Linked DNA regions of Mus musculus: all the other regions are linked to region 1. The links are chromatin contacts, called in public HiChIP or PLAC-seq maps. All regions are on one chromosome and are shown on one strand. Each heading gives the region's core, a stretch centred on a gene start, on an enhancer-like site or on the middle of the called end of the contact. The rest is flanking DNA. Distances are from core to core; before and after follow the strand shown. Region 1 holds the start of Tmem65 (transmembrane protein 65). Region 2 holds the start of Klhl38 (kelch-like 38). Region 3 holds the start of Fam91a1 (family with sequence similarity 91, member A1). Region 4 overlaps Fam91a1 (family with sequence similarity 91, member A1). Region 5 overlaps Fer1l6 (fer-1-like 6 (C. elegans)). Region 6 holds the start of Mtss1 (MTSS I-BAR domain containing 1).

Region 1 (3,253 bases), core at 322-2,821:
GGGCAGCAGTAGGAACAAAGGTGGACACGTTCTCTGGTAAGAATTGAAGGCAGTGTAAAGAAGCAATATGGGAATTTCAGAGTTTCGAGGAGTCCTCTTCTTCTCTAGGCCACCCGGCAGAAGGTGCCACCCACTCTAGGGGAGGGTCTCCCCCCCCCCCCCAGTTAGCCTCCCCCCCCCCGTCCCCCCTCCCGTTCACTCTTGAGGACATTAATTTTAACTGAAGGGTTTATAAAAGTACAGCTGATTGGACTCTCCGACATACTTTAAATCATCTCTGGATTACTTATAATAACCAATACAGTGTAGGTGCACGGAAATAGTTGTTACACTGTTCCATTAACGGAATAATGAGAAAGTCTGCAGATACATCTTTTTTTTCCAAGTACTTTTGGTCTGAGGTTCATTGCATTTGCAAGTTCAAAACCACAGCTGTGGGACTGGCTGTGCTGTCTTACGTGCTTATAGCACATTCACTTCATGCAAGGTTCTGAGCTGCAGCAGTGGTTACGATAAGGAGGGGATTTGGATCTTGATTACACTTGAGTAGATTTATCGTCTAAGCAGATTTATTTTTCTAAGATAGGGTGCCTAAGTGTCCTCAGATAGGTTCAGATAAAGCAGTGATCTTCCTTACAAAGAAGGGAACGTTTCATGAAGGAGGTGACATTTGACCCTGGCCTTGCAAATATCTAGGATCTGGGCAAGAGGGATGAGTCTCTCCTCCGCGTGGCACCAAAAGAGGGACATAAATCCCCAGAGACCATTCGATAAAGGTTTATGACATTCTCGCCCTGGCTCCAGAGTTGACAATCTCCAAGTAAACAGCTGTCGGGTCAGGGAAGAGTATTCTCCTCCCCAAATCTTAAGTCTCAGCCTCACACCCTCCTCTTTTTGGGACGGGTTGAGCCGGCCCTGCCGCCTTCCCCAGGGTGCTGCCAGAGAGGGCGTTTCAGCGCCGCACTGTCTGGCCTCGGTGGGCACTCTCTGGCTTGGCGAAGGGTGCGGCTCTTTGTGCTTCATGTCCCGCAGGCCTGGGCTGGGTGCGGTGACCCCACGAGGCTCTTATCCATCCGGCTGCTCCTCCAGGGCCGTCCGAACTCCAGATTTAGGACGGTGCTTCGGAGAGCAGTGCGGGAGCTGCACCACCCCGCCGGGCATCCAGCCCTGAACTCTATTTTGCTGCTCTCTGCCGTGCATTTAACACAGGCGGATGCCGTCTGACGGGGTAAGCACCCCTTCCTTTCCTTGCCACGCAAAGGAGTGGGTGGAGACTCCAGGATGAGCTCCCTCCCAAGCGGCTATGCGCCTGCGTGGCCCCGCCCAGTCCCCGCCCAGTCCCTGCCGCCCCGCCCTCCTATCCCGGGCTCCGCCGCTAGGGGTGGCGGCTGCGGCTCGGGCCTGATTGTCACGGCGCGGTTGCTTTGAGGGCGCAGCAGCCCTACCGAGTGAGGCCGGCGTGAGGCCAGAGGGTGGGAAAGCGGTCGGCGGCGGAGGGCGGCGCCGGAGGAGGGCGGCGCGCGGTGACTCATCCCTCTGGAAGATCAGACACGCTCGCCGAGCTCGCCCGCGCCGCCGCTCCTCATCCGGGAGGCGCCCGCCCGCCCGCACCGCCCGCCCGCTCCGAGCTCCCGGCCCGGCCGCGGCGCAGAAAGTTTTCCCGGGCTCACGGCCTGCGGGAAGCGGAGCGGGCACGGCTGGGAGGCGGTCGCCGCGCGGGCCCGCCGAGTGCATGGTGTCGGGCGCCCGGGCCGCGCGTCAGGAGGACCCGGGGCGGGGCCGGGCTGAGCCCAGCTCCTGAGCCTCTGTCCAGCTGCGCCCCGAAGCCGTCTTCCCTTGGGACCGCTGCGGGGGTCGCGCTCCAGCGCCATGTCCCGGCTGCTGCCGCTGCTGGGGAGCCGGACGGCGCGCAGCCTGAGGCCCGGCCCTGCCGCCGCGCCCCGCCTGCCGTCCTGGTGCTGCTGCGGCCGGGGACTGCTGGCGCTCGGGGTTCCCGGCGGTCCCCGGCTTCTGGGCACACACCCCAAGAAGGAGCCCATGGAGGCGCTGAACACGGCGCAGGGCGCGCGCGACTTCATCTACAGCCTGCACTCCACGGAGAGGAGCTGCTTGCTCAAAGAGCTGCACCGCTTCGAGTCCATTGCCATCGCACAAGGTAAGCGGGTGGGGCCGCCTGGGAAGACCTACTTCTCAGACCCCTGTCGCCTCCCCACACTCTGCCCCGCTCCTGGCACGGCCGAAAGGGGAAACTTTCCACCTTCCGAGTGTCCCCAAGACAGGACACGAGCGGATCGTGCCAGGTAGTTAGGGCCGAGCTTGGCTGGTGCCTCCCTGGCCGTGGAATTTCGGAGCTTCATCCTGAAATGTCAGCTGCCTCTCAGGGTTGTGTTTTGGTTTGTCCTGTGCCTCCTCTCTCCAGCCCTCCATTCCCTAAGCCTTTGGTGTCTTCCTGAGACCGTGTACCCATGCAGGTGGCATGCCCTGCCTGGTCTAAGAAAGTGCCAGGAACTGGGCAGGCAGCCGGAAACTTTCTTGAAGGTGTGTGGATGTCCCCTCCCAAGATGCTCTTGGTTTGTTATATTGCTTCTCACATTTGGTTGTGAAATGGCCCAAGGAAAGATTGTATCGAGCCAGCAACTGAGTGTGTACTGGAAGTCTGGAGATTCAAATTGAACTCCAGAGTTTGTTTCCTTGGAGTTTGAAAGAATGAAGTGAGTTTTTGGGTGGTTGGGGCTAAGAAATCTGTGACTTGAAAATGAAAAGCACACTTCTACTTAAAAATAATTGGGAAAGGATGAAAGGAAAGCTATTTTTAAACAGACACGTTAAGATAGGATATTTTTAAAACAAGTGCGGAATGTGGTAGGTCAGAATTTGAGTGTATGTGAAAAGGCATTGAAAAGATGCAAAGACTACAATGGATTCAGTCTTTAAAGTTTTTTTTTTCTTGCTATGTAAATTCTGTTGTATACACAAAAACACAGCTACTCTTTATGTGACATTTGGATGTGTTAGGAAGTTTTTAAATAGTTGAAGTTGGTAATATAAAGTATTATGTAAACATTCTGTAAGTTCTGAAGTATAGAACACTTCAGCACTGATTCGGAACGTGGCTTTCAGGCATCTTGAAAGGTTGCATTTGGCCTGTGCACGGGAGGAAAGCAAGCTCTTGCCTGATATTAGATTACCTTTACAACTTAAGAGACTTTTTATTGGTTGTATCCTTTACTACTCTGATTTTTTTTTTCTCCCC
Region 2 (3,253 bases), core at 229-2,728, 500 kb after region 1:
AGGTGGAGGTAGTAACAGTGGAGAAACTAGAAACAAGGACTGTCACAAAAGTCTGAGCAATGTGGGAAGAGGAAGCCAGGCCTTTATGTGGCTCACTCGTGACTAGAGCAATCATGGACAGCAGTGCCCAGATGAGTGACACATGCTTGTCCCGCCCCCAGCCCTTCTGGTGATCCAACGCTCATTACTGTGGACCTGACCGCCTCTGCCATTGCCTTCTTCACCCCCACCAGTATTTCCCTTCTCTTCTTTCTTCAGGTCCTCCTGCTCCTCCTCTTCTTTCCACCCTCTTTCCCTCTATAGTACCTTTTCTTCCTCCTCTTCCTCCTCATTCTTTCTCCCTCCCTCTCCTCCTTCCTCCCTCCCCTCCTTTCTCCTCAGCTTCTTCCTTCCATCCCTCTCTGTCTCCCTCCACCTTGCCTTCTCTTCCTCCTTCTCCCTCCTTCTTCAGTCTTTCTTTCCTCTCCATTTTATTTTTCTTATCTTCTCTTCCTCTTCCCTCCCTCCCTCTTGCTTTCTCTTTCCCTTCCTTCTTTCTCCATCCTTCCCTCCTCTTCACTCTCCTCTACCCCTTCTGATCCTCTCTTCTTCCTCCTCCTCCTTTCTCCTCATCCCATTCTCCACTGCTCTTTTTCCACCTGGATCACTGTGCCTTGCCCCTTGCATCTAACTCACTTCTGTCTGGTGAGAGGAGACAGAAAAGGAAGGCTGAGTGTAAGAGAGCCCAGCTGAAGAGCAGTTAGCAGGTATCCAGAAGGGGCAGGTGGCAGACTCAACAGTTGTTATAAGTCAGAATACACAAATAGGGAGCGAGAAAGGAAGGGAGGGAGGAAGGGAAGGAGGGAGGGAGGGAGGGAGGGAGGGGGGGAGACAGACAGACAGACATGGGGACAGAATGCCTGATTAGAGTCAGGACTTTCACAAGACTATACAGATTACTAAAAATATTTAAGAAGCAAGCAAGCAAGCAAGCAAGCAAGCAAGCAAGCAAGCAAGCAAGCAAAAAACAAGCAAAAAGAGCCTTTCCTCTGGGCTCCTTTGCCTTGATAGCCTAAAAGGGAAACTGGAGCCCTCACAGAAGTCCTCTCAGGCAGGAGGTGCTACATGGATGTCCCCTGAAGAGCACCCAGGGCTCTGTCCACTCTCTGCCCCTCCCATGAGCACCTGCTACCTCGACTGTGACCCAGAGCTGCCTTCAATGATTCTGCACAGGTCACAGCAACCTGTTTACAGACATCTAGAGTTCCCAGGCACTCTTAGGACAAGGGGCTCGGGATGTGTCCAAATGGGCAGCAAAGCCTTGTTCAGAGAACGCGTTCCTCTCTTTCTATTTATACCGATGTAAACACTCGCCAAGGAAACAAGGCATGTGGGCATGCGCAGCCCTGCAGGCCCTCGGGTGGCTGCAAAAGGCAACTGGAAAGTCACATGTCATAACATTGGAAAGTACATATGCGGCTATTCTTAGCCTTGGAATGTATACACTGTCTGCCTGCCCGGCAGCCCTTGTACAGAGCTCTAGAAACTGTGAAAGTGCCTGCAGCATAAACAAACCCAGAACTCTCCGAGGACAGAGAACTTGCCAACGGAAAGGCCCGGGCTTTATGGTTTTATTCCGAGCCTAAGGTAGAAATCTTGAGAGGACAAGACAGACCCAGCATCAGTGGATGTCACTGCAGCAAAACAAGGTAAGTGTCCCTCATATGTCATTTCTCAGCAGGCAGACAGCCAGTGTCACCAATAAACCACAGAAGTGTTTGGTCTTTGTTCTCTATTAATTGCATCTTTAAAATAAAAACCAAAGAGCCCAGAGTCTTCTATCTAGATCTTGCAGCAGCCCACTGTGACCCCATCACTTCTGTGACCAGATGACCACACCCTCGAATTCTAGCCTTGGTGAGCAACTAACCCTCAGAAAGATTCCTAGATGAATTACCTGGCAAATCTGATGAGAATCTGGACAAAAGTGTACCTTTCTTATCAAAGGCATGGACTATTCTCGTGTCAGGCTAATATGTGAGTCCCTGACTATTCACTTTGGTTGGAAGATGCCTGTGCATAGCTGGAGATGCTGTGTGTCTTTTATCTCTGAAGATAATAACAGCCTGAAGTAGATCACTCTGTGGTCTAGGGTGAGGGTGGTTTCCTCTTGGATGTACAATGTGGTCTACTGTTCGTGATTCCACTGTCTTGGTAAATAGATAGTGGTAAATAGATAAATGAGACTTGGAGCCCCCACAGCTAACCCTTCCAGTGTACTCTGTGAGAAAGCCTTGATTTTGCTTCCGTCTGAAGCATCCCTTCTTCTTTGTAGGATGGATGAGGAGTTACCAGATGGGGTTGTCTTCAAAGACCACAGCTTCTCCTCTGACTTGTTAAGACAGCTCAATGGCTTAAGACAAAGCAAGATCCTGACTGATGTGAGCATCTGCTCCGGGGCCTGGGAGGTCCCTTGTCACCGCAGTGTGCTGGCCTCCAGCAGCCCCTACTTCAAGGCCATGTTCTGCAGCCACTTCCGGGAGAGCAGAGAGGCCAAAGTGCAGATGAAAGGCATCAGTTCCACAACTCTGGAGCAGGTCATTACGTATGTGTATACGGGAGAGGTTCATATCTCAGCTGCCAACGTCCTCCCACTGATGGAGGCTGCTGCCATGCTGCAGTATCCCCGGGTGTTTGAGGCCTGCTCCTCATACCTCCAGAGCCAGCTGGCCCCCAGCAATTGCCTGGGCCTAGTCAGACTCGCAGAAATCTTAAGCTGTGACAGCCTTAAGAAGAAAGCGAAGGAGGTGGCCCTGACTTACTTCCCAGAGGTGGCAGCATCAGCTGACCTGAAGGAGCTCTGCGCCATGGAGCTGAGGGACTACCTGGGAGATGACAGGCTCTGTGGTGAGGAGGAAAAGGTGTTCGAGGCCCTCATGGCTTGGGTGAAGCATGACCTTCAAGCCCGGTGGAGGCACATGCAGGAACTGCTGCAGCAGGTCCGCCTGCAGTACATCCACCCAGCCTTCTTCCATCACTTCATTGCCAATGACGCCCTCCTCCAGTCCTCGCCTGCTTGCCAGGCCATCCTGGAGATGGCCAGGAAACAGATCTTCTCTTTGTATGGTCCCAGTGCCCAGGATTGTAAACTCCTATGGCGCATGCCCCCAAGGAGCTCCTACCAAGACTTCCTCCTCCTCCTTGGGGGACGGAAGGACAACCAGCAGACCACCAGGGATGTCTTGCTCTACAGTGGACAGACTGGCCAGTGGCA
Region 3 (3,253 bases), core at 540-3,039, 410 kb after region 1:
TGAAGATAAGAAAGCAGACAGAAGGGTGATGTCATCTAAAGTAGACCTTAACTTCAGGACACCAGGGGAAGGCTGGAGAAGGTCTGCAGAAACAAAGGCCACACTTAGCCTGACTCAGAACTGGGCCTTTCAGTGGTTTCACACGCAGAAACTAATCAGTTTATATTTGAACTTAAGTTTTAGCACTGTCCTATGATTGTATTAATAACAATTAAGTTTGGGAAGGCTTTTGCCAATCCTAATAGAATCAATTATTTAAGTTGGGTATAAGCTATTTAAAAAGGAAATGAACTATTTACTCTAGTTGTCTTCAAATATGTCTCAGAACATATGTATCTAAAGAACAAAAACTATCTGCTAAACTCATTCAAATTTAAGAGGAACTTATTCCCAAAGATTTAGACTTGTTCCTTTTTTCAAGTTTCAGAAACTTGACATCTTTGACAACCTATAGACCTTTGCCCCTGAAACACACCTAGGGTTCTGGTGTCTTAGAAGTATTTTGTCACGTGATGTCCACCAGACCCTTAACTCGTTCTCTAGAACTAGGACTCAAAGTAAATCACAAGAATCATAAAAACATTACCACCACCATTCCATAATTCCAAAAGTATACCTGCTGCCCACCACCAAGAGAAACCAGAAATCAGAGGAACTTAGAAACGGTGGGCAGCGAACCCCTGCATTGCATGTAGTAAACATACTATACATGTAAGCACACACATCAAGGCCTTCGTAAAAGTTCAAACCACCTATCCGTTCTTTTCTTTCACCAGTCCATTTACTCTGTCTCTGACAGAAAAGACTCTCCGTGGAGGCAGGATCCTTAAACTATCTGCATGCTCAGTAAACACGACTGAGTAAAACTACCATTCATTGTAAGCATTCGATTAAAAAACAAAAACAAAACCCCTCGGGTCATGCTCCCGTTGATCCTTTATAAACTCAGGCTGTGTAAAGGACGAAGTCCGACAACACAAACCACACACGTACCCTTCCAAATCAGGCCTGACTGCTCTGTCAGCCTCGGCAGCTATCACCCTCACGCATCCAGCCAACATTTCCAAGTGGATCGGAACACGTCTCCGAACTCTGGTGATTGTTCACAGCTCCGGAGACGTACTCTTCCCTCTTCCCGGGGGTGGAGGGCCTTCGTTCCTCATCTTAGTAACTTTTAGTGGTCTTCCAGGGCCAACTTTAAATGCTTTCAGTTACACATGCAACTCCAAGCAGGCAACCTAACCCCCAGAAACGCTCCAGAGGAGGTACGTGTGATCTGTCGCTTTGCACTCCCTTCTCCCACCACTCTCAAGTTTGGGGGCCCGGGGACTTTATTAAAATAAAGATTGCAGGCCGAGGTACCAGGCGAGTCCGGGGGGACACCCGTCCAGCCTTCTTGGGAGACAGCGCACGCCCAGTTTCCCCGAGCCCCCCGACGGCCCGCAGGTCAGGCGACAGAGAAGCAGGGCGGAGCCATACCTGCTTCACGTTCGTTGGCAACTTGCTCCAAGGATAATTGTGCCGGATGTGGAACTCAACGTCGATGTTCATGATGCCGGAGCCCAGGCCCGCGGCGGCCGCGGCTGCCACGCCGCCTGCCGCCCGCGAGCGCCCGGCCTGTCAGCGGAGCCCGCACGTCTAGGCCGCACGAGCACGGCGCCGCCCCATGGCCAGGCCCCCACAGGTCCGCGCGGCGCCGGCCACGGGGCACGGACGGGAGCGCCAACTACGACCCGCGCCTCGGCAGCTCCAAGTTTCTTCCTAGTTTCGGCCTGCCGGAAATGGCTCTGTGCCGACGTCACTTCCGCTCACTGGCCTAGGTCCGAGCGTGGAGCTCCGCCCCCACCCCACCCCCCGCACGTGGTTGAACGGTGCGAGGAAGGCGGGACTCAGAGACCCTCCGAGCCCAGCCAGCCGCGCCTGCGCATTGGGGTGACAGAGGCTCCCTGGTCTGCACCTCTGGGTTTGTGTGACTCAGTTTCCCGAATGTGTGTCTCCAATGGCTCTGTCGGTTGTCTGAGCAAAAGCGCTTCTAATGAAAGAACCACTCTCGCCACCCTGCCGAACAAGAGAACACCGAGTATGCCTGGGCCCCCCCCACCCATTGGCCTAGAGTCGCTAGCGGCGTCATCCCTTCCAAGCATTCGCTGTATCCTGGGGATGGAGAACGTTGGACTCCTTCCAAGATCCAAATTCTTAAAATGTAGGGATTTGAGGTGCAGAAATGTTAACTTGCTTCGATCGCCTTTTTAAACGCAGAACTGGGATGGTTATCCCTACAGCTCTCCTGAGGTCTTTGGGAACGGTTTCTTCCAGAGTATATTTTATTTCCTAAGCAAACTCATTTAACTGCAAGACTTCAGTGGTTCTTTGTCTATTTTTTCATTTTAAAGCAATGTTTTTAAGTCATGTTTTGTTATACACTACTGATAAGAACTGAAAACATTAAAGACGCTTAATCCATACCTCAACAACTGGCCAGTCTGAGGCATGCCATTATATCTAATTATTTGAAACTATTATGGTACACACTGCTCTTACATAGGTGTATTGGTCTGGTTATCTGATCGCAGTAACTTCCTATCCTGCTGAGATCCTCCTCAACGTAGCTAAAATGTTCTGAACTCCAGTAATGCAACAGTATTCAAAAGTATGATCTGTCTACTATGTATCATTCCCTTGCCTCAACAGTCAGTGAAACATTGCCACAGCGACTAGGCCTATCAGAAGAAGAAAGTGAGGTTGGCAGGGCTACAAGAGCCCTCAGAATGGCAGAGCCCACTGGTTTTCACAATGTATTATTTTATGTATGAGTGTTTTGCCTGCATGTGTGTGTGTGTGTGTGTGTGTGTGTGTGTGTGTGTGCACCACCAGTGTGCCTTGTACCTTCAGAGGCCAGAAGAGAGCATCAGATATCAGGTGCCCAGAAGTTGGATTTCAGATTTTTTTTTGCTAAACAAAAGCAAGTGATTTTAGCTGCTGGGCCAACTGTCCAGGCCCAGCCCAAGGCTGTTTATTGGAACCATCCTGTGAATTCCTCAGGAACACCCTTCATAGAAATATTCTGTCTCCTGCTTTAGTTTAGGAAAGTTCATTTAGAGTTAGTGAAATAAATACCCCCTACATTTTTCATAATTCGCATGTGAACAAACAGTATTCTTCAGAATCGTTTTATCTAGTATAATGTAAGTAACAAAATTAAAGATATCTTCATTTTTAAATCCCTACAAATCTTTATTTCAACTGCTGAAAG
Region 4 (3,253 bases), core at 268-2,767, 390 kb after region 1:
AACACAAAACCAATTGGTAGGTATTATGTTGAGGTTTGGTCTGTTGCTCTTTATTGTACCACTAAATACTGGCCCAAGGGCTGCCCAGGGACAAGAGAATCCACGTGTACACCAAGTGGTGCTATGTGACCTTGCTTCTTAATTGAGAACTACTGACTGAATAAAGATGCCCACAGCCTATTGCTGGGAAGAAGAGAGGGAGGCCGAGTTTGGGTTCCCAGGCTTGGGGTCTGAAGAGAACCATGAGGGGAGGGGGTGCAGGGGAGAGAGAAGGTGGGGAGAGAAGATGCCATGGGACATGTGAGTCATGAACACACCGCCATGAGCACTGGCCAATGGGGGTTAAGAGCTGCCCACATGGAACAAGGCAAGTTATAACTCAGCATTATTAGTGAGGAAGGGGGTTTTAGTAGCTTAGAGGATAGATATATGCCTAGCTCTAATGCGTTAAAGGCTTATTATAAATATAAAAGTTGTATGTCTTTTATCTGGGAACTGAATGATCAAAGGATGGATAGAAACCCCCAACTGACATTAAACATTTATTACAACAGTATTATTTCATATATTTTTTGCACTAATGAATATAAAATTCCTATGGAATAGTAAAAACCTATTTATTTATGACTAAAGGAATTACAAAACCACTACAAATTCTCTAAATTGAACATTTAACATATAAAATTCATAACTAAACCACAAAAATCTACTTAAACTATTAGCCAGGTTGCAGGTCTGACAAAGAGAACACAAAGACCAGGGGCCAGGATGAAAGCAGTGAGAAGCAGCAGCAGCGTGAGGGACTGGGCTCACTCACTCACAGGGAGAGACAATACAGCAGGCATAACTATAACACTCAGGAACACCGCTCCACATTAAAAACAACAGGAACAAAAACTTAAATAACAACAGCCTCAGACCTTACCTCAGTCCTATCAAATTAAAAATAATAAAAGGCTAGATAGAAAAGATTATAGACAGTACACGGGCTAAAATATCTCTACCCTGTTTCTCAGCATATCAAATCATATTAGAAGTTAGTCATGTCACCTTACAAATCACAGAACTCATTCACTCCTTCACTGTGCTGACGTCTAAAGAGCTCCACAGGAGAAGATGGGGTAGAGCAGAGACAGGAAGCAGCAGGAATATCCCAAGCTCCAGGACAAGGAGCATGTACACTGGAGAGCCGCCCTGGTGTGCAGTAGGAAAGGTCCCAGACGGGCAGCCCAGGGCACTCACCTTCTCTAATTCTATAAGGAAGCTGTCCAGAGACTCATCTGAGAGTTTGCCTACTTCAAACATGGTGACTGCGTGGCTTTTCAAGTTCTGCAAAAAGAAGCACATTATTAAACTCTGCTTTTCCTTTTTTTATGCTAACAACATTTACTATGCTTCTACTACATTAAAACTGAAGGACAGGCAACGTGAGCGTGTGCTTCACTCCTCATTGGACACTCACACTGCTCACAGGAATGTAACACAGCTGGCTGCTTTCAGGACCTGTTCTAATCTTAAAGACATTTGCACAGCAGCAAATGACTTTATATCTTATCTTTACTGAAACCTCGTTACACCCACAGCATACCACTCACCGGTGAAAGGTTTCCCATCATTAAGAATGCAGTCAGAGTGGAGTCAAACAGGAATGCAATTCGCTTTGTGTACCCAGTGGACAGACTCAAACTGCTCACACTGGCCGTGTCAGCTGAAAGAAAAAAATGAAATATGGAATCAAGTCAATGAAAGCCTTCTTTGCTTATCTTCTGAACTAAGTTTTTGCTTCAGCTTTATCTGAACAGCCAAACAAACTTAATTAAATATAACCAATACCATAGTCTTAAGATATTCAAGTATTTTGCATCAGGGTCTCACTATGTAGCAAGGACTGGCCTTGAATTCCAATCCTCCTGCATCTAGCTCCCTGGTACAAAGATTACAGATATGTACCATTTCTTTCTTTCTTTTTTTTTTTTTTAAGACATTTAGATTTGTGTTCTTGCGCTAGTTTGTCAAATCAAACTGATACAAGCCAGGATCACTGAAGAAGGGAGAATCTCAATTGAGAAAATATCTCTGAGACACTAGCCTGAAGGCACATAAGTGGGGCATTTTCTTGACTACTGATTGATGTGGGAGGGCCCAGCTCTGTGCAGATGGTCCTGGGAAGTATGAGAAAGAGCTGGAGCCTGGGGAGCAAACCAGTGAGCAGCACTCCTCAGGGGCCTTTGCCTGAACTCCTGCTTGTTTCTGTCTTGGCTTCCCTTCACAACGGGCTGTGAGCTGGAAGCTCAAATAAACCCTTTTCCTCCTCAAGTTGCTTTTGGTCTTGGTGTTTTATCAGAGCAAGAGAAAAGCCTACAAGCACAGTTAATTTCCTTGAAAACCATAAACAAACATCCTTGGTAATCATCAGCTCAATAAGCACTACCAACAGGCTTATGTTCCTGAGTGTGTGGCCCAGGTGACAGGCAGAACAGGAGAAAGGCCAGCCCAGGCTCCGAGTACCCTCAGCGTCTCCCTTTGGCCTTAGCTGGCACTCTCTCTCTGGCTAACATGGCCTTTCCTGTGTGACCAGTGAATTCACAGCCGCTCTAACCACATCCTATTCCTGAAGGCAAAGGTTGGGACTTTGTTTATTTTTGCAGCCCCAGACACTACGACTATTTATGTTGGGGGGCTATACTCCATCCCTTCCTCCCTCAACTTAACTTCCTGACAGTAAATGCCACGTTCTTATTTGTCCTATACCTTCGGTGTTCACAACACTGGTAAGGACTCAGACTGCACACCACATAGGAAGCCAAAAGCAGAGCTATAAAGGAGATGCAGGGCTGTGTCTGGACATAGGGCGCACCGACAGACAGACTGTAAAGCACACTGAGGTGAGCGGCTGCTGACCTGGATCCTCTTGACTATTTGTGTCTGTGTCAGTAGCAGAAGAGGCTTCTTGCACGGGACTCCTACTCTCCCCGCCATCCCACGATAAGAGCATCTTTTGTGGGTCTAATGTGCTCCTATTAATGAAAAATACATTCATGTTTTTAAAAGCACATAAATGATCTCACGTGAACACAGCTACTGAAGTTGGTACTTGCAACTGTGAACAATCCACCCGAACATAAGCCAATGCACACATCTGAGACTGAGACGAGTTCTCAATCTGCTCTGGCCATAAAGAGCACTGTGACTAAAACCCAGGCACACGTTCTTCTCATTTCTTAAGTTTATAAAATAGTGTATGCGCTTTTTT
Region 5 (3,253 bases), core at 359-2,858, 280 kb after region 1:
AAGGTTGATATTAAGCCACTGATTTGGGTGTCTTAGCCTTGTTCTCTTTTTACCATCACAGCCAACTGACCCAGCGTGTATGGAAGCCAGCTTCTTCTGGGCCTTCTCTGGCAGTTTAGGAAACACCTCTTTTGGGAGAAACAGGAAACTAAGGTAATTAGGATCATGATGAATTAAAAATCAGGCTAAGGGACAGCTCCCAAGCCTGCCTTCTGGCTTTGTGTTCATTCCTGTGCTCCCAGCAGCACAGCTCATCCTGAAGCTAGTGGGACCAGAATTGTGCTGAAGGCTGGCCAGCATCTGAAGGTTGCCACTCTGAGAGAAGTTGAATGAACACAGAACTCTCTTCCCATCTTAGCCCTTTGGCTCCTGGTGGACAGAAACTAGGTCTCTCCAGTCTTCTGGGAGCCTGGCATACCCAGGGTGCAAAGTGAGTGGGCTAACTATACAAACACCATACCTTCTCTTTGAAGGAGCCGAGGGACCGGGTGCAAGGAAAGCATCGTCCTTAGTCAAGTCTTCTGGACCTTCCTGATGAGAAGGTCCTTTCTGTGGTATTTCAGACTCGTTACCATCTAGAGAAACAAATGAAGAAAGAGGATTTTTGTTAAGTATATGATGGTAAACAAGCCTCCACTTTCTGCCCACCACGATGGAAGGCACCGGAGCCCCTACCACTATTGAATCAGATATGGTATTAACAGAAAAGCCAGGCAGACAGATGCATAGTTTAATGTGTGTGTATCCATTCCTTTGTAAGAAGGGATAGAAGGTTCAAACAAACAGATGTACAGACTAAGGAAACCTATCCAAGACCTTGACAAAAACAGTCTCCCAAAATAAATGAAACAGTCGGGAAACCCGAGGCAAGATCCCAGTGAGTGGTCATTCTTGAGTGTGCTAGCCAGCTTCTAACAGCAAAAATCTCATGCTGTAAAAAGACAGGGTCTCATCCCTGGATCCTACAAGTCCATAGAGTGAAAGCTGAGCAGGGCCGGTAGGAGCCACTGCAGACACAGGAGTGGCTAAGGAGACAAGGAGATGATGCTGTGTTATCATGTGGGACCTCATTGCAATCATATGCATCATCACAAGAAGGAGCAGACAGAGATTTTTAAACAGGGCCAAAGACAGCTGTGGGACTCTGGAGACAAAGATTAGCCTGACCCCTAACTATCACAAAGCAAGGAACAGTACAGCCTCACCCCACCTTGTTATGGTTTAGATCTTAAATGTCCCCAAGGTCATGTGTTGAATTTCTGGTGGTCAAATCATGCCATGCCTAAAAGGTAGGAGACCTGTAAGATGTGGGGCCTAGTGGAAGGGAGTTAAGTAACCAGGGGCATGTCTATGCAGTAGAGGTCGGGATCCTGGCCTGCCCTGCTATTACTCTACAATGAATTCCTACAATGTTTGGTTCTTCTGCTGCCTAAGAACCAAGCATCCATGGACTGAAACTGTGAGCTAAAAATACATCTTTCCCTTATCAGATGGTCACCTCAGGAATTTTGTCATAGTGACAGAATGCTGAGTGATGCAGAAGTTGGAAGGGGAAGAAAGGTTCTTCAGGTTTTTGGCCCACAGATGCTGACTCATGGATCAGGCATCTAGGCATCATAACCGTGAAAGAACGCATGTGTTAAGCTACCAACTTACCTACTGTAGGGAGAGCAGGTCACTAGGGAGCCCCAAGGAAACAGATTTATAAGAACTTAGCAAAGTCAAGTGAGTGGACTGTAGTCATACCCTCAGATCTGCCCATCCTAAGGGGAGGATGCTGATGTCATTCATGGGAACAGTGCCCGATGACCCAAGGTTGCCACACATGTGCACCTTACTTACCTTGCCGTGGGTCTATGTTTTCCTTATCTATAGTTAAGGCAGGGCTGGTGCCTGATATACCATAAAGTCATTAGGAAGATAAACACAACAGTGCCCCAGCCCTGTGCCTGTCACAGCCTAAGGAAGCTTAAGTGAGTCAGAAAGATTTTCCTGATCTTTTTCCTTCTATAAAATGATGATTATATGAGGAAAGGGTCTTCAAAACTGTTTAAAGCAATCAGGTTCTTTTTATAGATGCAAGTATATATTGAATATCTCTCTCTCTCTCTCACGTGTGTGTGTGTATGTGCTTGTGTGTGCATGCTTGCATGTGTGCATGTGTTCAAATGTGTGCACTTGTGTATGTATATGTGTGCACGCATAAGAATGTATGTATTTGTATTTTTAAAAATCTCATCATCTAGGAATTTCTACCTGTGAATCAAAGCAGAACTAGATATTGGGAAGGGAAAAGTCTCAAAATGACACACTCTATGCCAAAAGCTCATTTGTTTTAAGCTTTCCGGGTGTCATTCTGAGCGATGGAAATGAGGCTTTCCCCTAGGGCATCCCAGTAGCTGTTCCCAGGACCTCTGAGACTCAACTAGAAGTGCATCAACCGAATTATTTCTAATGTGCTTTCCAGCTTTGACATTTTTGGGTTCTGGTTTTAACCAGACAACTATGCCAAAAACAAAACAAAACAAGACAAACAAAACAAAACAAAACACCATAGAGAGAGACTCCATCAGCCCACTCCCAGGCATGGCCACATTTGATTCTCTGTAGCAATAGAGAAGAGCTGGATGAAGAGGAACCTTGTTTACTGTGGTCTCAGTCAGGAAACTCAGGCCAAAGCCAGACCAAAGGGTCAGCCGAGGAAACACTAGTGCCGGGTTGAGTGGCTTGTAGCCTTGCAGCAACAAGATAAAATAAATGCCTATTCTCTGCAGATGACTGAGCCTTATGTATGCAGAGCTTCTGGCATTAGATGCAGATTGCAGTAAGCATCCTTAGGTACCTCAAAAAGTGAAACAATGTGCAAGGTTGGATGCTGGAGAGGAAACTAACAGACCATGGGCCCCTTCCTCTGGGGCTTACACTCTGGAGTGTGAGAGAGACCTCTCAACGTAGGAAAGTCCCCCGCAGCAGCTTCTTTATGGCTGGCACTCCTTTGCCCATTGATTTATGATGCTCTCTCACTCACCATCTGTGCAGAGTGATCTTCACAAAACCAAAATGAACGATAGCACATGACCTCTCTTAAAGCACCCCAGTGGCTTCCCACCCCTACTTAGGAAACAATCTGAAGTCCACATGTGACTCAGTGTGGATGTCCTGTCCCATCTGGCTTCCACCTGCTCCTCCTGACCACCTGGCCTTGCCACCCTTCTCTGTTCTCTGCTGACCCAAGCCTTGCTCAGTTCTTTCT
Region 6 (3,253 bases), core at 304-2,803, 260 kb before region 1:
CAGGCTTGCAATAGGTGATCTGAAGCTAGATTGCACTTGATTCTTGGCCTGGCCTACTTTTATTGAGGATTTCCTGAGTGTTGACTTCCCTTGTATCAAATACCACTTGAAGCATTTTCACTTATTAGCTCGTGCAATGCTTAAGACAGCTATCAGGTAAGTACCACCATCACTCCTGGTTACCAAGGAGAACACTGTGGCCCAGAGGGCTCAGATAACTTACTCAAGGCCACAGGGTTCATGGGTTGTAAAATGGAGCTTGTACCAGCCAGTCCCGTGACTTGGATCATTATAATAACAGCGACATTAACATAAAAAAAAACAATTCCGGAGAACACAGCACGTGTCAAGTACTAATATGGGCAAGGTGCAGGTGAGGTATTTGCAACTGAATCTCCTTAAGGGCCGGAAGCAGCAGGGTTGCTGCACAGAAGTGACTTACAGAAGGTTTGGCCTCTCCAGATGTCAGGGAGAGTGACCTGAAGGAAAATACAAACATCAGTGTTCTGTGCAGAGTTCCCTACATTCTTTTGATCAGTGTTGAAAGAATGACTTACTAAACTGAGTTAATTGGGACTACAGCATTTGACAGGATCCTTTTGGTCAAGCTCGACACGGGTTCCGTTGACTCTTGCAAACGGTTCAATTAGGTGCTTTAAGATCGTTTACAAGTTGCCCATTTGATCCCCTACCAGACACCGGAAGACGTCAGAATAAGTGCTCCTGGCTACGGAGTTAGGCAGAGATGCTAGGGACACATTTATCAAGCCCACCTCAGTCTTTGGTGCCCTTTTTAAAAACTTCTCAAGGGGGTTTTCTGTGGCTATGGCAACCCTGGCTGGAAAACCATCAGCATTCCAGCCATATGCAGCCAACGATCTGTACAGACAGATGGGCAAGTGATTAGGAACCCTGATGCCCTTTGCGTTCGCTCAGCCTCAGCAGATCAATCTAGCGCCCTGCAACTTTCTGGAACTCAGCATCCCACCGCAGGATACTCTTCCCAGACTCTCCCTAATCTTGTAGCTGGCTCCCTGCAGCCGTGACTCGGGCGTTGCAGTCCTGACATCATCGAAGAGGCCTCTTCTCCAGAGGCTGCAGCAGCGACAGCAGTAACAGCTTTCCCGCCTCACTGGTCGCTCACCAGGTGCGGGGCGCAGCGCTCAACGTGCCGACCTTGCAGGTCCCTCGAGGGGCGGGGCCGGAGGTGCAGCGCGGCTTCCCTGCACGCTAGCTGCCATTGTGGGCGGCTGGGCGCTCACTCGCCCTCTCCACTCAGAGACCCTCGCCGCACGAGGCGCTCTGAACGTCCGGGAGACGCACACCGGGCTCGCCTACCCTCCCGCCAGCTCCTCCTTGCAGCAGGCGCTCTGCACGCCTCTCAGCCAGCGCGCGCTCCCAGCCCCGCCCTCGGGCGGCTCACGCACGAGCCGCGGGCGCGCGCCTCCCCCGCGCTCCCGCGCCAGACGGTCGCGAGCGCGCGTGCGCTCCTCGCAACATCCCCGGGAGCACCGCCAGAGCGAGCGCGGGGCCGGGCGCACAGGAGTAAAAAGGAGGCGGCGGCCGCGTCTGCGAGCAACAGATCCGGGCGACGCGAGCTGACCTCGTCTGCTGCTGCCCTTTTTCGTTCTCTCTTTCTTTATTTTGGAGTTTCAGAAAAAAATTATATTTGGAAGACATTTTTTTTTTTTTCGTAAATGGCGCTGGCCCCGGGTCAGCGGGCGGTTTTCTCTGCACCAAGATGGGCTTCGCCTTTTCCGTCGTGGGCACTCTTGGTGGCTTGATTGTCAGTCTTCTCCGGGCATTTTTGAGACCAGGAGCCGAGCACTGCACATAGGTGACTCGCCCTCCGGAGCGGCTGGGCGTCTTGGATTGGGACTTGGGGGGGCAGAGTGCAGTAAATTGCGAGCACCGCGTGCTCTCTGCAAAACCGGCGGCGAGCCGGAGGTAGGTCGCTCCCAGGGTGAAACCGCTCCCGGGCTGAGCGAGCCCGGCCCCGTGCGCAGTGCAGCCGCCCCGAGAGCGTGTCCTGTCCCCGCCGCGCCGGGAAAATGGAGGCTGTGATCGAGAAGGAATGCAGCGCGCTTGGAGGCCTCTTCCAGACCATCATCAGCGACATGAAGGTAGGACGCTGGGGGCGCGGCTGCTCTGACCTCGCCGCGGGGCTTCCCCTCCACCGCGGCCGGCCTGGCCCTCGCCGGCGCTGCCGGCCACCTGCGGGAGCTCTGGCGACCCGGGTGTCACCTTCTTACCCGCCGCACTGCTCCGGCTGTGCTGGGTCACTGGGCAGGCGACTTCCCGGGGGCTAGTGGGGGAGAGTCTGATGCCACTTACCAACCCCTGCATTCATAATCCCAGGGGGCGACACCATCTTGTTCCTTTGGGGGTTTAGGGCCCTAGTTCCAAGTTTTCCATTGTCTGTCCCTGGACTGAGTGTCTGCGACCCGTGGAGGATGGACGCCCTGGAGGACACCTGACTCCCTGGGTTTGGGGTGGAGTGCTTGGCGCGGTGGTGGAGCGGTAGTGGGGGCCCCTGCTTGGCTGCAGGAAAGAGTCTTCCGGCCTGGGAGATTGGGTGGCAGGGTTGTTACAAGCTTGGCTTTCAGGTCTACCTGGAGTAGGGGAATCTGAGCAAATTAGTTATTAATTAGTCTGTTCCAGAGCTGCTGATGGTGTTCCTTGCATTCCCCATACCCTCCCCCGGGGCTTGGCGCAGAAGTTCCCAGGGACCCCGAGCCTGAGAGGCTCACAACAGGAAGGCAAGGTTGAGGTTTCCAAAACTACTATACCCAGCTCTCTCAAACACACATCCACACCCCACTCTTCTCTGGGAAGGATTGTGTGTGCGTGTGAGTGCGCGCGAGTGTGTTGGGGGCGGGGAACAACCCTAGCCTTTTCCTGCAAAGGGTGGGACTGGAGATAACCTGATCCTCGATTGTGGGTTTTCTGGTGCTCAGAGGTACACCGTGACTTAGGTTACCCACCCTAATAAGATAGAAGCAGTTCCAGGAGCTGCCTGGAAGTGGGAATTGGGGGCGGTAGTGGGGGGCATTTTTTTCCAGTGTATTTAGGGAGCTTCTCTTTGGCTCGAGGCCAGCCCCAGTCTGCCTCAACAGATCCGGGGAGGTGGTGTTTAATTAAGCGCTCGGCTTCCAAAAGAGTGGGCAGGTTTGGAAAGCTGTGTTGGCGAGTGGGTGTGGACAGCCCCTCTTCAGCCGCTGCCTGGCGCCTGGGGAAGCTTTTGTCTGATGAA

What was found. HiChIP or PLAC-seq counts read pairs in DNA pulled down with a chosen protein or histone mark.
Region 2: an HNF4G HiChIP or PLAC-seq map of pancreatic cancer cells shows a contact between it and region 1. The contact joins the promoter of Klhl38 here to the promoter of Tmem65 in region 1. A contact is called at or near these places in 2 of 39 promoter capture datasets (cranial neural crest and frontonasal cranial neural crest) and 1 of 115 datasets of contacts at active chromatin or transcription factors (pancreatic cancer cells).
Region 3: an H3K27ac HiChIP or PLAC-seq map of extraembryonic endoderm stem cells shows a contact between it and region 1. The contact joins the promoter of Fam91a1 here to the promoter of Tmem65 in region 1. A contact is called at or near these places in 16 of 39 promoter capture datasets (the 3T3-L1 cell line, the C10 cell line, the HPC-7 cell line and 10 more), 2 of 15 datasets of contacts at CTCF or cohesin (the NIH/3T3 cell line and large pre-B cells), 16 of 484 Hi-C or Micro-C datasets (B cells, CD4 T cells, the G1E-ER4 cell line and 11 more), 20 of 115 datasets of contacts at active chromatin or transcription factors (the SCID.adh cell line, acute myeloid leukemia, bone marrow-derived macrophages and 14 more) and 3 of 9 other capture datasets (adipose tissue, embryonic stem cells and liver).
Region 4: a contact with region 1 is called in an H3K27ac HiChIP or PLAC-seq map of extraembryonic endoderm stem cells. The contact joins the enhancer-like site here to the promoter of Tmem65 in region 1. A contact is called at or near these places in 7 of 39 promoter capture datasets (the HPC-7 cell line, cranial neural crest, embryonic stem cells and 4 more), 2 of 15 datasets of contacts at CTCF or cohesin (the NIH/3T3 cell line and large pre-B cells), 13 of 115 datasets of contacts at active chromatin or transcription factors (bone marrow-derived macrophages, embryonic basal ganglia, embryonic forebrain and 8 more) and 1 of 9 other capture datasets (adipose tissue).
Region 5: a contact with region 1 is called in a FOXA1 HiChIP or PLAC-seq map of pancreatic cancer cells. The contact joins the enhancer-like site here to the promoter of Tmem65 in region 1. A contact is called at or near these places in 1 of 39 promoter capture datasets (cranial neural crest), 1 of 15 datasets of contacts at CTCF or cohesin (the NIH/3T3 cell line), 4 of 484 Hi-C or Micro-C datasets (bone marrow-derived macrophages, cerebellum, nephron progenitors and 1 more) and 16 of 115 datasets of contacts at active chromatin or transcription factors (the NIH/3T3 cell line, the SCID.adh cell line, VIP interneurons and 12 more).
Region 6: a FOXA1 HiChIP or PLAC-seq map of pancreatic cancer cells shows a contact between it and region 1. The contact joins the promoter of Mtss1 here to the promoter of Tmem65 in region 1. A contact is called at or near these places in 4 of 484 Hi-C or Micro-C datasets (CD4 T cells and embryonic stem cells) and 1 of 115 datasets of contacts at active chromatin or transcription factors (pancreatic cancer cells).

What each region holds. Positions count from the first base shown.
Region 1 is chr15:58,821,745-58,824,997 of GRCm38.p6, reverse strand. It overlaps Tmem65 (transmembrane protein 65), which reads left to right and starts at 1,571. Exons shown (of 7, transcript NM_175212.4): 1 at 1,571-2,155. The coding sequence starts at 1,870.
Region 2 is chr15:58,322,394-58,325,646 of GRCm38.p6, reverse strand. Klhl38 (kelch-like 38) reads left to right here and starts at 1,478. Exons shown (of 4, transcript NM_177755.3): 1 at 1,478-1,688; 2 at 2,315-3,253. The coding sequence starts at 2,316.
Region 3 is chr15:58,414,004-58,417,256 of GRCm38.p6, reverse strand. Fam91a1 (family with sequence similarity 91, member A1) reads right to left here and starts at 1,789. Exons shown (of 24, transcript NM_145959.3): 1 at 1,480-1,789. The coding sequence starts at 1,551.
Region 4 is chr15:58,430,970-58,434,222 of GRCm38.p6, reverse strand. Fam91a1 (family with sequence similarity 91, member A1) reads right to left here. Exons shown (of 24, transcript NM_145959.3): 12 at 2,902-3,017; 13 at 1,596-1,708; 14 at 1,243-1,329. Among named protein-coding and RNA genes, the nearest start is that of Fam91a1, 17 kb to the right of the region's middle. Within about 2 kb of position 1,517, at least 18 of the 459 cell types and tissues checked have an H3K27ac peak or open chromatin away from gene starts, as enhancers often do. A contact at or near this core is called in extraembryonic endoderm stem cells, where this site is marked.
Region 5 is chr15:58,545,641-58,548,893 of GRCm38.p6, reverse strand. Fer1l6 (fer-1-like 6 (C. elegans)) reads right to left here. Exons shown (of 41, transcript NM_001370912.1): 3 at 461-575. Among named protein-coding and RNA genes, the nearest start is that of Fer1l6, 37 kb to the right of the region's middle. Within about 2 kb of position 1,608, at least 20 of the 459 cell types and tissues checked have an H3K27ac peak or open chromatin away from gene starts, as enhancers often do. A contact at or near this core is called in the NIH/3T3 cell line and pancreatic cancer cells, where this site is marked.
Region 6 is chr15:59,080,326-59,083,578 of GRCm38.p6, reverse strand. Mtss1 (MTSS I-BAR domain containing 1) reads left to right here and starts at 1,553. Exons shown (of 15, transcript NM_144800.2): 1 at 1,553-2,123. The coding sequence starts at 2,052.